Linked DNA regions of Delphinus delphis: region 2 is linked to region 1. A link is a contact called in public Hi-C data. All regions are on one chromosome and are shown on one strand. Each heading gives the region's core, a stretch centred on a gene start, on an enhancer-like site or on the middle of the called end of the contact. The rest is flanking DNA. Distances are from core to core; before and after follow the strand shown. Region 1 holds the start of LOC132431515. Region 2 holds the start of VEGFA (vascular endothelial growth factor A).

The links. A called contact is a pair of places that touch in the nucleus more often than the background predicts.
Region 2: a Hi-C map of lung shows a contact between it and region 1, with 6 times the contacts expected there. The contact joins the promoter of VEGFA here to the promoter of LOC132431515 in region 1. A contact is called at or near these places in 2 of 3 Hi-C or Micro-C datasets (lung and muscle).

Annotation. Positions count from the first base shown.
Region 1 is chr10:31,774,004-31,778,259 of mDelDel1.2, forward strand. LOC132431515 reads right to left here and starts at 2,168. Exons shown (of 5, transcript XM_069541073.1): 1 at 2,146-2,168; 2 at 334-514. The coding sequence starts at 2,153.
Region 2 is chr10:31,989,927-31,994,182 of mDelDel1.2, forward strand. It overlaps VEGFA (vascular endothelial growth factor A), which reads right to left and starts at 2,248. Exons shown (of 9, transcript XM_060021629.1): 1 at 2,228-2,248; 2 at 1-143. The coding sequence starts at 2,248.

The DNA of each region.
Region 1 (4,256 bases), core at 918-3,417:
GATGGACGGGTCCTGTTTCTTGGCACTCAGGGCTGCAGGTTCTCTAGGGTTGATGGACCTGGGGACTTGGGAGGTGGGGTCCCCATCCTGTGTGGCTCTTGACCTGGTCCTGGCCCCTGTCCGGGAGTTGAGGCCAGGCCTGCTTTGGCAGAAGCCGTGGCCAGCATGTGGGAGAATCTCTGAGTCTGGTTACTGACAGTTTTTGGCAGGAAGGGACAGTGTGGCCCTCGGTGCAGAATGGCCTCGGTGCAGGTGGGCCCTGCCCACCTCCTCTCTTCCCATAACCATTGCAGCCAAGCCTCTGTCCTCTATCAACCTCACAAACCCCATTACCCAGCCTTTGCCTGTGCTGTTCTCTGTGCCTCTCTTCCTGTCCTTGAGGACAGCTGAAGTCTCACCACAGCTCCTGGATGTTCTGGCCTTCAGCAGGGTAGGTATGGCCAAGTAGGCTGCTTGTGCCTGGGGGCCTTGTGGTGCGAAGAGACATCCATCCACTCCTTCCTTCCTTACCAACCTGGGCCACAGGGACCAGAGAGGGGACAAAGGTGGGGGTGGGGAGAGATGGGAAGGTGGGGGGAGTGTAGGTGGAGGGGAAGCAAGGGGAAGCAAGAGGAAGTCTTGGCCACCATCTCCTCCCCGCCACCCCCCTCGCCACTGTAGCCCCTTCCCAAATCCACTGTTCCACCCCCTCCCCCGCCACTGTAGCCCCTTCCCAAATCCCCTGTTCCACCCCCTCTCCCTCCCCCACCCCAGCCTCTGAACCCTTTTCCCTTGAAGCTGAGGGAAGCTGGGGAGAAGCCCTTTCCCACGATCGCAGCCTCAGCACCCCCACCCCCTACTCCTTCGGCCACAGCCACCTTAGCCTCTGCAGAGCACAGGCCTGGCCTGCTCCATCCCTACAGGGCCCCCTCCTTGAGCCAGGACGCCTGCTTCCTCGAGTGGCATCACCCCACTCCTCAGGCCGCCCAGTCATCAGGTCAGCAATTAGCTACCGCATGAGGCCACCGAACGTCACAGCCCCTCCCCCAAGGCCAGCCGGCGGCCCGGAGTGCTGGGGGGTGCCCCCCACACTTTGTAGTCAGTGCCAAGTCCTGGCAGGACCTCCCCCCAGCCTACTGAGCGCTGGGGTATTGAGCTCTTCATCTTGGGACCCTGCGCTCCTGGGGGCGGGAGAAGCCTCGCTGCTCCCTCCTCCCTCCATGTCACCCCATCCCATTGGGTGAGGACACTCCCACTGCCTGGGTGGGGCAATGCCAGCTCAAGGGCACCTCAGCCTGGAGCGAGTGGAGCAAGCGGGTCTGGGCCTGAGATTCAGGTGTCTCTGTCCCCAGTCATAGGCAGTTTTAACCAGGCTGTCACCTGGGGCCTGGGAATCTGTGCACTGAGGATGGTGGCAGTGACCTGGTAAGGGGGGAGCAATGGGCAGCCCTCTGCAGAGACCCAAACGTGCAGGGGGGCAGCCTCTTCCTGAATGCCCACGGGGGGCTTGCACACCTGCACCTGGGCACACTCACAGATCCAACCTGGGCAGTGTGTGTCCCGCTGCAGTCGTGCGCTCAGGTGTCCCTGGCAGGCAAACCCACCTGGAGGTATACCACATGCCCAGACGACCCCTCCTGTGGCGTGCACACAAACCCACCGATATGCTCACAGGCAACAAGCTTACCACCACACCAAAACCAAAACCAGGATATGACAAAGGAGCCCAGCCCAGGAGGGTGGGATGAGAGACCACGTCCCCCTCCCCCATCCCACCCCTTGGGCTCGGTGTCTCCCTGGGGAAGGGTGGGAAGGGTGTGTGGTGGGCAGGTGGGCAAGTGGGAGCAGCTGTGGTCTGAGTCTGGAGGTGGGGGCAGGGTATGGATTTCCAGAGAGAATAAAAAAGTTCCAACAAATTTAAAGAAAGGTGTGGAATCTTAGGCAGATCATCACTCCTTAGGGCCTCAGGGACTGCATCTGTAAATCGGGGATATTAAGGACACCATTTAAACTTGGTTGGGAAGTTTAATGGAGGTAACTGGCTCAGAGCAGGTGCCCAGCCCACATAACTGTTGAGGAGACCCTCCCTATGTCCCGTCTCTGGGTGGTGGATTTGCCCACAAGAGCTGCCCTGAGGAGAGAAGCAGCCCTCATCCTGGGCCTTACCTGAGCATGTGCTCACCGCTGGTTTTCTCCACTTCCTGGCGTCCAGCCCTGGCCAGGCGTTGGGGCTGATAGGGTGTTGCTCCAGATTGGCCTGGGGGCAGGGCCTGGGAGGGGCTGTCTGGCTGCCCCGCCCCTACCTGACTGGCCCAACAGGTAGCTGAGTGCTGGCTTCCAGCCCTGGGAGGGGATGAGTCAGTCAGCACCGCCCCATCCAGGCAAATGGGGCGCAGGGGACGGGAGCTTGGGTGGAGGGGCCTTCTAGGAACGTTCCTGGAAGAGGACCTGGGAACCACGCTGCTGCCTGGAGCCACCGCCTCAGCCTACTAGTCTGTACCCAGCTCAGCAAACACCCTCGTCCTTGCTTCTCACAGCGAGCCCTCCGCCCTCTGGATTCATGGGGCCACCCCAGCTGGGAGCAGGGAGCCAGGCCTGAGGCCCTCGTGCTGCCTTGCCACCCCTCTCAGCCCTTCAGGAAGGCTGTCCAAGCCATGGCCACCGGGCCACAGGCACACACATGCTCTTGTACACGTCCGCAGCCACATGAGCACAACCAGAGACGTGTTCCCACAAGCACACGCACATGCATACTCTCACTGCTCCCTCACACTTATACACACCCACATAAACACCCGACTTCACGCACACACTCGTGCACGACACACAAACTTGCAGAGTCATAATCACTATTGTTGGTTGGATTGTGTCCCTCAAAAGATATGTTGACATTTTTGCCCCACTACCCGTGAATGTGACTTTAGTTGGAAACAGGGTCTTTATAGATGTAATCAAGATGATATCTAACTGGATTAGGGTGGGCCCCTAATCTAATGACTGGTGTCCTTTTAGGAGAGAGATTTGTAGACAAAGAGATACGAGGCACACAGGGAGGAAGGTCACGTGATGACAGAGGCAGAGCTTGGAGTGAGGCAGCCACAAGCCAGGGAGCACCAAGGATTGCCTGCAACCACCAGAAGCTGGGAAAGAGACGTGGAGCAGACTCTTCCTAGAGCCTCCAGAAGGAACCAGCCCTGCCGACACCTTGATTTTGGACTCTGGCCTCCTTAATTATGAGAGAATAAATTTCTGTTGTTTTAAGACACCAGGTCTATGGTATAGTTTATTATGGCTGCCCTAGGAAATGAATACTCATGCGCACGCACACACAGACACACACACACTCACTCACTCACACACTCACACTCACACACTCACAGTGGCTCTAGGCGCAGGAATGAGGTTGGTGGAGTCCCTTTTAGGGGCTGCTCTGTCTCCGTCCTCCTTCCCCTATGACTAGTCCAGTCGACACAAAAAGGCTCACGGCACCAGGCAGGAGCTCAATAATTTTTCATCTCTCCTTCCCTCCCTGGAGTTCTTAACGAGGCATCCCCCTCAAAATCTGTTCTCAAGAATGGGTAGCCATGGTTATGTGCACCAAAAGACGTGTCCAAGAAGGCTGCGGTTGCTTTAATGCTGTTAATTAAAAACTGGAAACAACCAAATGTCCATCAACAGCAGAACACATAAATCAGTTGTGGCATAACTATTCAAAGGAAGGCTACTCAGCTACGAAAAAGGAAGAACTGGTGTTGCAGAAACAATGTGGAAAACCCTCACAGACCTCATGTCCAATAAACTGGGTCAGACACAAAGACTGCATGCTCTAGGAGTCCGTTTGCATGAGGTTCAGGAATAGGCCAAGCCAATCTGTGGTGAAACAAGTCAGAATAGTGGTCACTTCTCTCCTGGAGGGAATGGTATTGTCTGGCAGGGGCTTGAGGGAGCGTCCTGGGGGGCTGAAATACTCTATGCTGGATCTAGGTGGTGGTGACATGCGCGTACAAACATGAACAAATTCACCAAGCTGTACCCCTAAGATTTGTGCAATTTGGTGCACAAATCTTACACCTCAATTAAAAAAAAGTAAATTTAAAAAACTGGGTCCCCGGGAAGTCAATGACCAGAAGCCACTGGACAGCATCTTCTGGGGTGGGTGGCTGCAGAGCCTGCCTCGTCCCCATGCTGCACTGGTGTCCTTGGACCTGGGACCCCTTTTGTGGCTGACGTTCCAGGATATTTGTCGACTGTAAACTTTGAGCCGGGGGCTGCCTGGG
Region 2 (4,256 bases), core at 998-3,497, 220 kb after region 1:
GGGGAGGGCTCGCGCCGCGCTCTGGCGGTCACCCCCAAAATCAGGTCACTCACTTTGCCCCTGTCCCTCTCGTTTCTCGCTCGGCAGCGCGCGCTCTCTGACCCGGTCTCTCTATCTTCCTCCACTTCTCTTTGGAGCTCTTGCTACACCTCTTGCTTCTCTGCTGGTTTCCAAAATCCGAAGTGATTTGGGGGCGTAAAGGAGCAATCTCCCCAAACGGTCGGCCCGATTTAGCGGGGAATGGGAAGCAAAAATAAATTAAAAGGGGGAAAGAATACGGTTTTTTCCAAAAAAAAATGTTTCAGAATAAAAGGAGGACGGTAAACCCTGGATAAATGAATATCAAATTCCAGTGCGGAGACTCCTGGCTGGTGACCCCGCTGGTTCGTCCGCCTCGCCGATGCGTCTCCCGACCGAGCGCCGCTGCCGCCGGCTCCACTCGCCCCCCGCGCCGCGGCCTCCTTGCAGCCCGGCTGCCCCAAGCCTCTGCGCTCCTCACCGCTATGAGCAGACTAAAAAGAAGGCCTGGCCCCGCCCCGACACGCCCAGGGGCGGGAACAGGCCCTGCCTCGGCTCCTTGAGTCCGTCCCCTCCGCGCGTCTTCGGCCCCTGGCGCTGCCTTCGCCTGGGGACCCCAAGCGAAGCCTGGACCCCCACCCACACCAGCGAAGCGAAACCTCGACCCCCCCACAAGGTTCACAGCCTGAAAATTACCTATGCGCCCCCCTTTGCCCGGAGACACACACGCCCGCGCGGTATTTGGGGGGAGGGTACAGGAAAGTGAGGTTATGTGCGGACAGGACTCGAGAGCTATTCCCTCTATGCTGGGAATATTGGAGTGGGCAGGGGTCTGGGGGAGTCGGAAGGGGACTGGTGGAAAGAGGGACACACAGATCTACTGGAATCCTGGGCTGACCCCTGGCCTTCTCCCCTGCTCCAACACTCTCAGCTACCCCCCCAACACACTCACACGCGTCCTCACTCTCACGCAGATGCTGCTCTCCCTCTCCCAAGTTCACCCAGCTTCCCTGTGGTGGCTGAGCGCCCCCTAGTGACTACCGTCTGCACACCCCAGCTCCGGTTCAAGAGGCCTCAGGAAGAGGGTTGAGGGAGATTACCCCTGGTATCCCCATTTCTGACCTCTCAAACAGTGGCATGTTTGGGACTCAAATGGCCCCATGTGCACAGAGCCCAGTGCTAGGCACAGAGGGCATGATGTATCCATCTGGACACTGTGCCCTTCTGGAGCCCTCATCTGGCCTGCTGCAGCCCACAGGCTGGGGCGACTGGTGTCCTTTGGGAAGTGTTCAGGGAGTCTCCCCTGGGGAGAAGTATTTGGCACCGTGTTCGTGGGGCTGAGAACAGGAAGCCGTGTGGTTCTGGGGTTAGTCAGTGGCCCAGAGGGAAGAGGACCTGTTGGAGCCCACGTATGCACTGTGGAGTCTGGCAGAGCCCAAAGGGAGAGGCAGCTGGGCAGACAGAGGCCCTTGTTCCTGCTTCCCGCCCCCCCCCCCCGAGATGCTGCCAGGGAACTGAGGCCAGGGGGCTGGTGGGGGCGGATAGAGGCCAGGGCCTGAGTGATGATTCAAACCTACTCACCAGCACTAAGGAACGTCTGTAGGCCAGCTGCCCAGAGCTCCCACCAGGCCGGAGGCCAAGGCTTCTATCAGCCCCAGAGTCCAGGCTCACAGCTCATCTTCCGAACAGAATTGGGGAGTCCTCCTCAGCAGCCCCCAGACCTCCGGGATCCCTTGCCCACTTCTCGCAGCTGGCAGTCTCTTCTCCCTTTACCTCAGTCACCCCCGTTCCTTCAAAGCCTCCCTCTCCCCCAACTCCTCGTGTCTTCCCTAAGTGCTCCCCAAGGCCCCCCAACTCACCCTTGCATACAGGAACCAGCCTGGAAAAATTCCTGGTTGGGCTTTGACCCAGCAGCTCCCAGGCTCCCCCAGGGAACAAGGAGTGGGGGTGATACCTGTGGGAAGAGAGGGACTAACCGGTCTTATTATTCATCCAGATCTGGCCAGGGCCTGGCCTGGGGCTGATGTGGCCTCTGTGAAGGCCTGGGCTGAGAATGGGAGCTAGGCTGAGAACAGAACACAGCAGCTCCTCAGCTCATGGCGCTGTGGTTTGGTGGGGGTGACAGGTTACCCCTTTAGTGCCCCGGTTCCACAGGAGTGGTGTCCTGAGGCCCTTGCGAGCAGAGGGGCTGGCTCAGCCGCCACCCTACCACACCCTCTCCATCGTTCATGCCTCCAGTCCCGTCTCCACCACCTAGCAGCCTCCCCAGCAGCAGGGACAAGGTCTTTTTACAGTTAGTCTCCACCTCCCAGGCAGGCCTCCTCACCAAGGCTCCACCCTCCAAGATGCCACGTGGGACATGGAAGCGAAGCCACTAGACTTCCTCCTTGCCCAACCTGGTCCTCGTCTAGCACCCCCAGAACACAAGATGTGGGCACCTTGGCAGGGATCCCCTGCCTTATCCCTACCCTGGGGCCGGCAGAGCCCAGGACAGAGGCTCCCCGCTTCACCACCGGGGGTCACTCTGGCCCCCTCCTCTGCATCCCTTCTCATCCCAGCCTTCCTTGGCCCCCGGAGAGGCCTGAAGAGGTCTTAATAAAGGACCCTGAAGTTGGGAGGAAGACGGAGGGGTTCCAAGGAGGGATGGCCATCAGTTGTCACTTAATAGCCACTAGTCTCTCCCCTACCTGAGCCAACCATTCCCCATTCAGCAAAGTGTGTTACAGCAACCTCTGTGACCTCTGCTCAGGAAACCAGGGGGATGAGGGAGCAGAACTGCAGCCTTGCCTGAAGGGTCCTGAGCACCCTTCACTAGGGTGAGGAGGGGTCTCCCATCTCCACCCTTCATTTCACAGCCACAACCTGGTGGTGACTTGGGGGTGGGGGGTTGACTCTGGGTCCCATCCCCCAATATGATGTCACCAGCTTTCACATTAATACGCTGTCATGGATCCAACCCCATGGGTGATCATCAAACTGAGAGCCCCACGCTCCTGGGTCTTCAAAAATGGGGGCCAGAAACACACAGAACAAGAACACAAGTCAACAGCCATAAGACCACATCACATCTCTATAGCATCTTCTCCTTCCATGGACTTAATCCCCTCCAACAAACTTGATTCCACTTATCCTCCCTCTGCAGGCTGCTTCAGGACAGGGACTATCAGGGCAGACTTTCCCCCAGAGAATTCCAAGGGTACAGAGGGACCCAAGGTCATCCAGCAACATGGCAAGGAGGGGTGGGGGCGTGTGGAGCAGCGAGCAGCCCAGACAGAGGTCACGCTGGGCCCCCTCAGCGGCAACCTCAGCCCCACTCGGAGGGCCCCACCTCACAGCCAGGGCAGCCTCGGCCTGTGGCTCTGTAGTAGTTCAGAAGGAGCCAAAGAGGAAGGGGAAGGTGTTCCAGGTGAGGGTGAAGGGGAGAGAAGGGCAGAGGTGGGTGGAGAAGAGCGTGAAAGGTGTCCAGAAGCCAGCAGTGGCCCCAGACAAAGGGAGTAGTGATCGGGCCCAAGGCACAATAGCTGTACTTTGTCCTGATGTCCTGACACCTCTGATGTTCAGGGTCGCTCTCCCTGTGTGGGTGGAGGCTGTTCCCTGCTTGGGTAAAGAGGCAGAGCCTCTCTGAAGCTAGAAGGGAGATGGGGGAGAGAGGCGCTGAGTCTCACTGTTGTCTAAACATTTCTCCAAGTGGTTTCTCTGTGATGGAAGAAAGGTGTCTCACTCACGCCATCCCCCAACCCCCAGGTGCCTAGCAGGACACAGAGCTGATCCACAGCAAGGGTAGGAATAGAATCTGTTGAATGGAAGGAGAGAGAATTGGTTTGGTTTCCCTCAATTCTCTCTCTCTCTCTGTCTCTCTCTCTCTGTCTCTCTCTCTCTGTCTCTCTGTCTCTCTCTCTCTCTCTCACTAGGTCTTTACAATAAAGCAATGGGAAGATGAAGCGAAAGCAAGGAAGAAGGCCCTCTTTCTCCAGTGCCAGTATCATGTTCCCATCTGGTTTTGGAGGTCTGACTTGGAGTAATGATGCCAACTGGGGAACAAGATTAGAGCAGAGGAAGCCCAGGAAGAGGAGCCAGTCAGGAAAAGGGGAGGGAAGAGGGAGAGGAAGCAGAAGGGGCAGGGTAGGGTCACTGTCTGATGGAGCACCCCTACCCACAGCAGCCCCAGACCCATCAGCCACGTCTCTGCCCCTCCTTCACGGGCCTCAGTTTCATCCCCGAACACCAGGCTGTCTCTC